Regions from separate parts of the Mus musculus genome. Here regions 2 and 3 are each linked to region 1. The links are chromatin contacts, called in public HiChIP or PLAC-seq and promoter capture Hi-C maps. All regions are on one chromosome and are shown on one strand. The core of a region is the stretch at or near the end of the contact, and the rest is flanking DNA. Distances in the headings are between cores, read along the strand shown.

Region 1 (2,940 bases), core at 262-2,761:
GGTCGTATTGGAGGTATTTTCTCAACTAAGATTCCTTCCTTTCAGATAACTCTAGCTTGTGTCAAGTTAACAGAACTGTCCAGTACATTGACAGTCTTGATAACTTCTAAATACCCTCAGTGGCCTATGGAGTATGGGCCAACTTGGTAGAAACAGCCCAGTAGAAGCCTCTGGAATGTCCTTTCAACTAGTATGTGTTAACCATGTCCCAATGCCCCTGTCTGATAAACCTGGGAGGGTGAGCAGACCTGAGGGAATTGCTCTTCTGGAGGTACAGCTGTACCTTGATCCCTCCCAGCACACACTGTGTAGCTGTTGATCCCTAAATGCTGCATTCTCTTTTCTTTTTGGTTTATCTGTGTAGTTCTGGCTGTCCTGGAACTTGCTCTGTAGACCAGGCTGGCCTTGAACTCAGAGAGATCTGCCAGCCTCTGCCTCCCAAGTGCTGCGATTAAAGGCATGCACCACCACCACCCAGCATATTCTTATATCCAGTTTGCAAGGACTACCACAGTGCCTTGGCTTTTAGTTGGCACCACTATACCTCTCTGTTCTTGCCTCAGCTTCAGGAGCCTCCTGCTCTTCCCTGGTACAGAGATCTAAAGTAATTATCTTAACATCTTAAAGAAGGTACTTCCAGGCTTGTTCCTCGATGGGAAACGGAAGTGGTTAAGTTGGGAGAAGTGACAGTTTCTGGAGCTGCCCCAGGAAACTGGGAGATGAACCCTGTTTCAGATACCAGGTCTGTCCAGCCAGCAAAATGGAAACTACTGGGGTTATTTATAGCTGAATATAGCTGGGGGATGCTGAAGTAACAGAATAATTGCAAGAAATAGCAATTACCTGTTACCTAGGGCTGGGAGTTGAAGGGAGACAGTATAATTCAGACTCAGCCCAGGAAAACTACTGCTGGGCTGCAGCTCTGTGCCTTGGATTTGCTAAAAGTTACTGCGTACCTGCTTGAGGACTGGGTGGCTGGGCCTGGCCCCAGGAGGTCAGGGATGCTCTGTAGAGCTGGGCTGGCCTTTGTGATCCCTATGGTTAAGCCTCGGGCTTTTGTTGTTTCTTTGAGGGTTGGGCAGAGTCGTGTCTGCTGATGGACCAGTGACTCTAGGTGAGACGGGAAGCCCGGGGAAGAGAGGAAGAGGGCAGAGATTCGTAGGATCGATAGAAGGAGATCGAGGGAGACAGAAATGCCTGGGGAAGAGAGGAGCTTCTAAGGGTGACAGTGGCCCCTGCGGAAAAAGCCACAGTGAACTGAAGATGTGACCGCTTATCTTTTGGGGCTAGTCGGGTGGACCACAATGAGGCCAGTTGGGAAAAGTGCGTGGAGTCGGATTTTGGTCAAAGCAGGATACTCGCCACTTTGGGACCTGGGGGGCACTCAGGTTGGGTCAGCAGGAACATAAACAAGGCCGAAGGTCTGGGAAGGGCGGGGCACACTCAGCAGGGTGGAGTGAGGTAGGAAGGGCGGGCTGACACACATGCGCAGTCTCTCGCTCCACCCCTCTAGTTCAGGCCTACGGTTCTGCAGGGGTGGGAAGCAGGGTGCGGGTGCGGACTCGGTCTTTGCACTCGGACGGAAGCTAGGGTGCGTAGTGGGCTAGCTGTAGTTCCTGGGTGGAGGGTGCTGGTGTCTGAGTCTGTGCAGTCCGGGCTGTGGCCTGTCAAGTGATTGCACAGGTCAGGTGTGAGTTGGGATTGCCGGCAGGGCGAACCTAGTCGCATCGCTTCTCACTTACACCCACGGGCCGTGTGGGCTGGGAGTGCAAATAGTTGGTCCTCCTTGACGTCACAACACATGGCGCATGCGCATGCTCTGCGCATGTCGTGTTGTGTTTTTTCGTCTCAGGTAAGGCGGAAGCAGCAGCCAAATAGAGCGAGCCTTCAGTTGGAAGGCGGCCTCTTCTGGATAGCTACCAGTGTGCGGGCCGGTTTCCTTCCCTTCCCTCTTTTAAGCCATTTTTTGTTGATGTACCCAGGTTTTGTAAAACTGGTGGCAGAGTATTACGTAAAATGTAAAATTCTCCTTTCAATTGTGTTTGGGTGCACAATTCCGGGATACCTTCCTTTTTCTTGCAAAAGTTAAAATACAATGAATGCCCTGGAGAGCCAGCACCGCCCATAGGTATTCACTCAGTGGAGTCTCGGGACTGTAATACTGCAGGGCGAAACATTAAGAACCGAACCCTCCTAAGACTCCAGTCCTCTGCATCCTGCAGCCCCAAGCCGCCCTGTTCTCTAGGCCAGCGAGTCTCAACGTTCCTTGACCACTGGGACCCTCGTGTTTCCGTGAACCCCAACCATAAAACGTTTTCAATGTTACTTCATAACTAATTTTGTTACTGTTATGAAGCACAATGTAAAAAATCTGATGTGCATTATGTCTGATATGTGACTCTCCCAAGGGGTCGCGACCCACAGGTTGAGAACAGCCGCTGTAGGCGGCTTTGTGTAGGTGACTTCAGATGGGGTGCAGAGGTTATTGTGGGGCTTTCTCATTGCTTCATTGCTTACGAATCGCAAATTCAATCTCTCTCCCCCCCCCCCTCCCAGCCCCCTCTCAAGAGCAGGAACAATGGTGCTCCCTCTGGTGTCCAGATGGTCTGCAAGGGTCCTCTGGGCATCTCCAGGATGGAGGAGGACCTACACCCAGAGAGCTTGTGTGGGGTTGAAGCGGCTGGGTTGCCCTCGGGGTGTGTACAGCCCCTTGGCTCACAGAGCATACTCCGTGGTAGCTGGCGGCCCAGAGGTGACGCTGACCCCTGAGCGATATCCGGTGCAACGGCTGCCGTTTTCTACTGTGTCCGAGGAGGACCTGGCTGCATTTGAATGCATCATACCTGGCAGAGTTATCACAGATCCAGAGCAACTGCAGACATGCAACGTTGACTGGCTGAAGACCGTCCGGGGTGAGCCAGGACGTGGGCGAGGGGAACA
Region 2 (2,946 bases), core at 186-2,685, 270 kb after region 1:
GCCTTTGGAACAAGATGTAGAACTCTCACCTCCTCCAGCATCGTGCCTATCTGGACCCTGCCATGCTTCCTACCTTGATGATAATGGACTGAACCTCAGAACCTGTAAGTCAGCTCCAGCTAAATGTCCTTTGTAAGAGTTACTTTGGTCATATGTGTCTGTTCACAGCAGTAAAACCCTAAGATATAGGCTGCCCTCAAAGGGGACTACATAGGTAAAAATGGCCTTGAATTCTTTATCCTCCTACTTCTGCCTCCTAGGTTCTAGGACCTTTGGTTTGGCACAAGTTCATTGTCAGTTCTCTTTTCTGGGATGATTTTGTGTGAGGAAATCCTGCTAATTAAGGTCATAGTCTACCATGACTGGATAGCTCCTCTGAACTTGCTGCAAAATGGAGGACTCCTTTTACCAGCAGGGCTTCCCCTTCTCTGACCTTGTGTGGGGATCTTGACCCTTGATAGCCTCTACCAGGGGTAGGTTGAGTATTCCTTGGCAAACCTACAAGTTCAACTTCCTCTTTCCTGATAAGAACCCATCCAGCAAGTACCTAGGATTCCTGGAATACCTCTTTATACAAATGAGGCATTCACAGAACTTTAAACTCTAGCCAATGGTTTTCATTGGATAAGGTCTCCATTTAAAAGAGTTAAACACTAAGATCATCAGAGAAGGCTTTCTCCCCCCCCCCCCCTGTCCCCCAATGCTCACTCCCAGCTGGTCTGGGACGCTGCAAACCCCACACATTCCAGAGTCTGCTTCATTCTTCTAGCCTTTGTGCAGTGGCATCTGGACATCCTGAGAGGGAGGAAGCAGAAGACATGGAACTACAGCTGGACCCCAACATACATACCACTATTTTGCATGTTCTCTGTTTCCTTTCCACCCACACGGAATTATTCACAACAATTTCTCCGTATTTGTCATATAGTTGACTGATGCCTCCCAGTCTCAATTCCTATCCTAATATTTCTGAGGTTTGATTTTCTAGGTTGATAAATGAAAATGACAAACCTCATGCATTCAGAGCCAGGTCAACACCAGAAGTACAGACTTCTTATTTGCTGGTTGTACCAATGAGCAATTTCTTGTTCTACCATTTGGGGTCGTCATGGCTAATGGTATGTTTAAAGTTTAATCCCTGTGTTTGAGAGATTTGAAAAATAAGAATGCGTCTAGTCTGTAACACTTCTAACCTATCAAGACTGTATTCTTCTGTCAGCCAGATTGCCCAAAGAAGGTAAATTCCTGGACTGTAAGGGCTATTCTTGTAACTGCCTGGCCTTGTATGATTTCTGTTCTCGCAAGATAACAAGTCACAATGGTAACTATGTGTTTCTGCTTCTATAAACAAATTGTATGCCCTTGATCACACATAGACAGGATGTGTGTTTGATTGCTGGTAGGTAGGAAGTATGTAGTCTCCTTACTGTATGAAGACAGGAAATATGTAGCTTTGTGGTTTTTGTCTTCACAAGTCCTGGGCTAATGTGACATGCTGCTGTGCCTTGAGGATATTGAATCTTGGGTCTAGTCCTGACACCAGAACCTGAGAATAAAGACTCCACTTTATTAAAAACTTGGACTGCTTAATCTCTGAATGACCACAGACTTATAGCATAGCTATGTGGGATGCTCCTTGTTTACAGATCCCTCTGGGTCTCTAATTTAGTTTCAGTCTGTATCCCTGTGGGTTTCCATTCACCTGGAGACAGATATTAGACCTTTTTCTAATGTGCTAATGAATCTGCCCACATGCTTTTTTTTGCTACTCACTTTCTGCTTGTGGAATGATATCTGTAGAAAACTCTGATACCTCTGCATGATCTTAGGGGCCCTACATGGCTTGCTTTGGGGGTAGATTTGTCTCCCTTTTCACAAAGCAGACTGAATAAGACAGTGTAGCACTCTTCTTTAGACTCATTTTAAAGTCTTCCTATCTTTGATATCCATGTTTTCACTGTCTGAATTTGTATCTGAGGTATTCTTAGACATATATTAGTTAGACATAATAAATACCAATAGAATAATCCACAGATAATTTCTGGATTGCACAGATGCATGCAAGATGGGTTTCTACTTTGTTTTCCTCCCTTCTACCTTCTAAGCTCAAGAAACAAAGTTTTGGGAAATTTAGCTCAAAGAAAAGATTATCATGTTTCTTTTTAAGACAAGAGTCCCAGGCTGACTTTAAACACAAAAGATGGTCTTGAGCTTCTGATTCTCATGCTGGTGTGCTGGGATTATAGGTATTCCTAGTTTATTCCATCTTGGGGATTAAACCCAGAGCTTCATGAATGGTAGGCAAATTCTCTACCAACTGAGCTACATCTCTAGCCCAAACATAGGTATTTTTAAAAAATTACTTGTGTGTTTATTGTAATTTTCCACCATATTTTGCCTTCTCCTTTCTTTAAAAGCAGTTTTTAAAAAAAGATTTATTTATTATTATATCTAAGTACACTGTAGCTCTCTTCAGATGCACCAGAAGATGGTGTCAGATCTCATTATGGATGGTTGTGAGCCACCATGTGGTTGCTAGGATTTGAACTCAGGACCTTCAGAAGAGCAGTCCGTGTTCTTAACTGCTGAGGCATCTCTCCAGCCCTAAAAGTAGTTTTAAAAAATATCTGTTTATAGGGATGCTGAAGTTGCTCAGTGGGTAGATATGCTTGTGCACAGGCATAACCTGAGTTTGAAGCCCTATCCCACAAGTTTGTAAGAAATAACTTACCCTGGAAAATTGTCATCTGACCTCTACAACATGTACTGTGGAATGAGAATGCCTGAAACCTACACATTCACACACACACATACACTCACTCACACACATGCATACACACAATATAATCACGTTCTTACACTCATACACACATACACCTATACACACACTCAACCACAAGTACATTCTTTCATACTCACACACATATACTCACAATGCACACTCAC
Region 3 (2,952 bases), core at 368-2,867, 380 kb before region 1:
GGTCCAGCTCTTCTGCCTCCTCCCTGTGAAGGCCAAGCAACAGAGACATCTATGTTCTCAACTCTTCTGGCCTCCACATGCAAGTCTCCTCAAGTGGGTACAGCCCCTCCAGTCCCTCAGGATTGAGGCCACCCCCACCACCTTTCCCACAGGAAACTGTGGTCTGTCAGCATCCAAACTTGGATATTACAATTTGCTTCTTAAGAGCATAAATGAGCATGGCAGAATAAGGTTAGTTCTCAACACAGAACTTGAACTAAAAGAAGAGAGGTAGAAGCCCAGAATCGGGGAGCAACAGGGCCTCCTGCGGGAGAGCAGTGAGGCTGTGGCAGCTGGAAACCTGTTGTTAATCCAGAAAATAGAAAAAGCTGTATGTGAAGAATCCTTCTTGATTCTGAACAAGGAAGTATTTAAATTGATTCCCCTGTGCTAAGTTGTGCCAACTACTTATGTAAGGGGCAACACTATGCAAGGAGAATTCAGTTATGCTTCAGAAAGAATTTCCTATCAACCTCAGCTAGAGGGACTCAAGTTCTTTATACTGTAGGCCAGTCTACATGGAGGGCACTGAAAACCTCCACCTTGAAAACCTTCAGCTGAGATGCAGGTTTCTCTTCCAAATTTGAAACTTCACTTTTACGTCCTCAGAAGCTTTTCGAAGGTGCCCTCTCCCCACCAAATACCGAAGAGTACAAACTCCAAAATTAAAAACAAAACCCAGCTATGCTGAGATCACAAACTATGTCTGTGACTACCAAGGCCGGCCCAGTGCATTACCCAGCTCTGGAAGTCAGAGACCCAGCCTGGGAGGAACTTTCGCAGATGCCACCTCAGCATGGCCCTCCCACCGGCCAAGAGCGCCCGCGGGCGGGGACAGGCTTAAAGGGACAGTATCCTGCTCGGCCTCCCTGCCTTTCATCCAAATTCGGTATTTTTCCGTAATGTATTTTTCACCCATGGACCCTGGGGCGCATCCAAGTAGTACTTGGGCCGGGAGTCCTCCAGTGACCACGTAGCCAGACGCCGCAGGTGAAGGTGCAGCAAGGCACCGCGCGGGACATAGGGGCCCCGGGTGAAGATCCCAGCTTGACGCGAACTAGGGCGCCACTGACCTAGCTAGGTCCGGTCCACAGCCCGTACGGCCGGGCCGAGCTGGGGGGAAGGGGTGCGGGGGAGGGGCCGGCTCGGCAGCCCACGTCACCAACCTGGCCAGGTCGTTCCCCTCCCCCATCGCGGCGGCCCGCCCGGTGAGCTAGAAGTCCAGGCGGTCCGGGCCCGCAAGCAGACCCGCGGCGCGTGGCGGACTTGGGAAAGTTTCTGCGCTCCGGCGCGGCCATGCGCAGAGTGACACGTAGCGGCCCCCGCCCGTCGCGGTAGCTGGAGACCAGGAGCCTGTGCGGCCGGGGAGCTGAGGAACCGACCCCAGCCGTGCTCAGCGGCGACCCCCCGCCGCCCCGCCCCTGGCACCCCCGCCCACCAGCTCGCCCGATCCTCACTCGTGAGTGTGACCACCCGAGAGTCTGTCCGTCTGTCGCTGCCGCTGCGCGGGAGAAGCCGGGACGCTCCGAGGCGCGGCGCCCGGGCCGCCGCTGCTATATAGGGCGGAGGCTCCAATCCCGCCGAGACACGTCAGACCGGCCGCCCGCCCCGCCCGCTGCGGGGTCCCTACAGCGCCCGGGAGCGGACCAACTCTTTAAGAGTTCTGCGGCCTGACAGGGGGCGAGGAGTTGGTAAGTTAATTACCTACAGAGAACAGGCAGGCCCCAGAGCCAGAGGTGCCAGAGTTGAGGCCACCAGAAACTGTGTCACCAAAAGAGAAAAGAAAGCTCTGAGGACCTCAGACAGCAGACAGCCCGGAAAACCATTTTACCATCCCCTAGAGCACCCCCTGATGGAACACATTCTCATTCTCTTCGGGATCTCTTCCTCCTGCTCCCACCTCTACTGCAAATCCTTACTCCATTCCTCAATGTCCAACACAACAAACTCCAAAACTTTCGAAGCCCTCTACACAGTATTATTCAGTGTCCCATATGTACAGACCAGCCTGCAGTGAATTCCTACCTCTCCCATACTCAGTTGGGACAGAGCAGAACCTCTGCCCTCAGAATGCTTCCTCCTTTGAAAGGACTAGTTCTGCCCTGTTGCGTTTATTGACAACTACTTGAAGAATTTGTACACAATCATTATTTTGAACCTCTCCTGAGGTGACATGAGCACACTTCTGACCTATACTGGACAGTGATATGCAGTGATATGCATCAGCACAGAATAGGCTAGTAACCAACAGCAGATGCCCCCACCTTCTTTTCCCCACTTCTGACAACTTTTCACTGTGTAGATTTGTCTCAGCTTCCTTCTCTAGTGTTTGGATTACAAGTGTGAGCCACCAGGTCTGGATAATATGTGCCTTTCTTGTGGGACAATGGTATGTGGAAGGGCTGAAGAGGCCTTCTGTAGTTGTCATTCTAAGGCTTACAAGCATTTGCAGCAGTGAACAAAATAAGCAATCAGACTTAGTATGTACTTAGAAGGTAGCAGCACGGTGATGGGCTCTTGATTGAGGGACTGGGAAGAGCTGCCCTAACTAGACTTTAGACTGAAGGACAAGGGGGGAAAATGGAATGTGCTGGAAAGAATGGGGATGGGGCTGCTGAATAGGAAACTATCTGAAAGTTGAGGTGTCAGAATTGAGAAGTCCAGGAGCCAGTAATGCGGCTGACAGGAACACCACAGTTCTTCATGACATAAATCTCTGAAGGTACTGCTTAAAAGACCAGAGGGCATTTCCAAGCTGCCAGCATAGTCACCGAGTGATAGAGCTTCTTAAAGCCTCTGTAGGCACCAAGTTGTCTTTCCTTCTGTGTTATTATTACTGTGCAAGGTGTCTTTCCCTGGTGATTAACCAACCAGCAACTAGAAGAAATGTTTTTGTTGTCATTCTTTTGTTCC

The links. HiChIP or PLAC-seq counts read pairs in DNA pulled down with a chosen protein or histone mark. Capture Hi-C pulls out chosen DNA fragments and counts their contacts.
Region 2: a contact with region 1 is called in an H3K27ac HiChIP or PLAC-seq map of the HPC-7 cell line, with 6 times the contacts expected there. The contact joins the enhancer-like site here to the promoter of D2hgdh in region 1. A contact is called at or near these places in 1 of 39 promoter capture datasets (hippocampal neurons), 2 of 484 Hi-C or Micro-C datasets (LSK cells and granulosa cells), 11 of 115 datasets of contacts at active chromatin or transcription factors (the HPC-7 cell line, embryonic stem cells, epiblast stem cells and 5 more) and 3 of 9 other capture datasets (adipose tissue, embryonic stem cells and liver).
Region 3: a promoter capture Hi-C map of adipose tissue shows a contact between it and region 1. The contact joins the promoter of Hdlbp here to the promoter of D2hgdh in region 1. A contact is called at or near these places in 1 of 484 Hi-C or Micro-C datasets (nephron progenitors), 1 of 115 datasets of contacts at active chromatin or transcription factors (memory CD8 T cells) and 2 of 9 other capture datasets (adipose tissue and liver).

What each region holds. Positions count from the first base shown.
Region 1 is chr1:93,823,729-93,826,668 of GRCm38.p6, forward strand. It overlaps D2hgdh (D-2-hydroxyglutarate dehydrogenase), which reads left to right and starts at 1,512. Exons shown (of 10, transcript NM_178882.4): 1 at 1,512-1,591; 2 at 2,557-2,912. The coding sequence starts at 2,579.
Region 2 is chr1:94,090,561-94,093,506 of GRCm38.p6, forward strand. No RefSeq gene overlaps it. Among named protein-coding and RNA genes, the nearest start is that of Pdcd1, 39 kb to the left of the region's middle. Within about 2 kb of position 1,436, at least 35 of the 459 cell types and tissues checked have an H3K27ac peak or open chromatin away from gene starts, as enhancers often do. A contact at or near this core is called in the HPC-7 cell line and memory CD8 T cells, where this site is marked.
Region 3 is chr1:93,444,084-93,447,035 of GRCm38.p6, forward strand. It overlaps Hdlbp (high density lipoprotein (HDL) binding protein), which reads right to left and starts at 1,618. Exons shown (of 28, transcript NM_001301364.1): 1 at 1,497-1,618.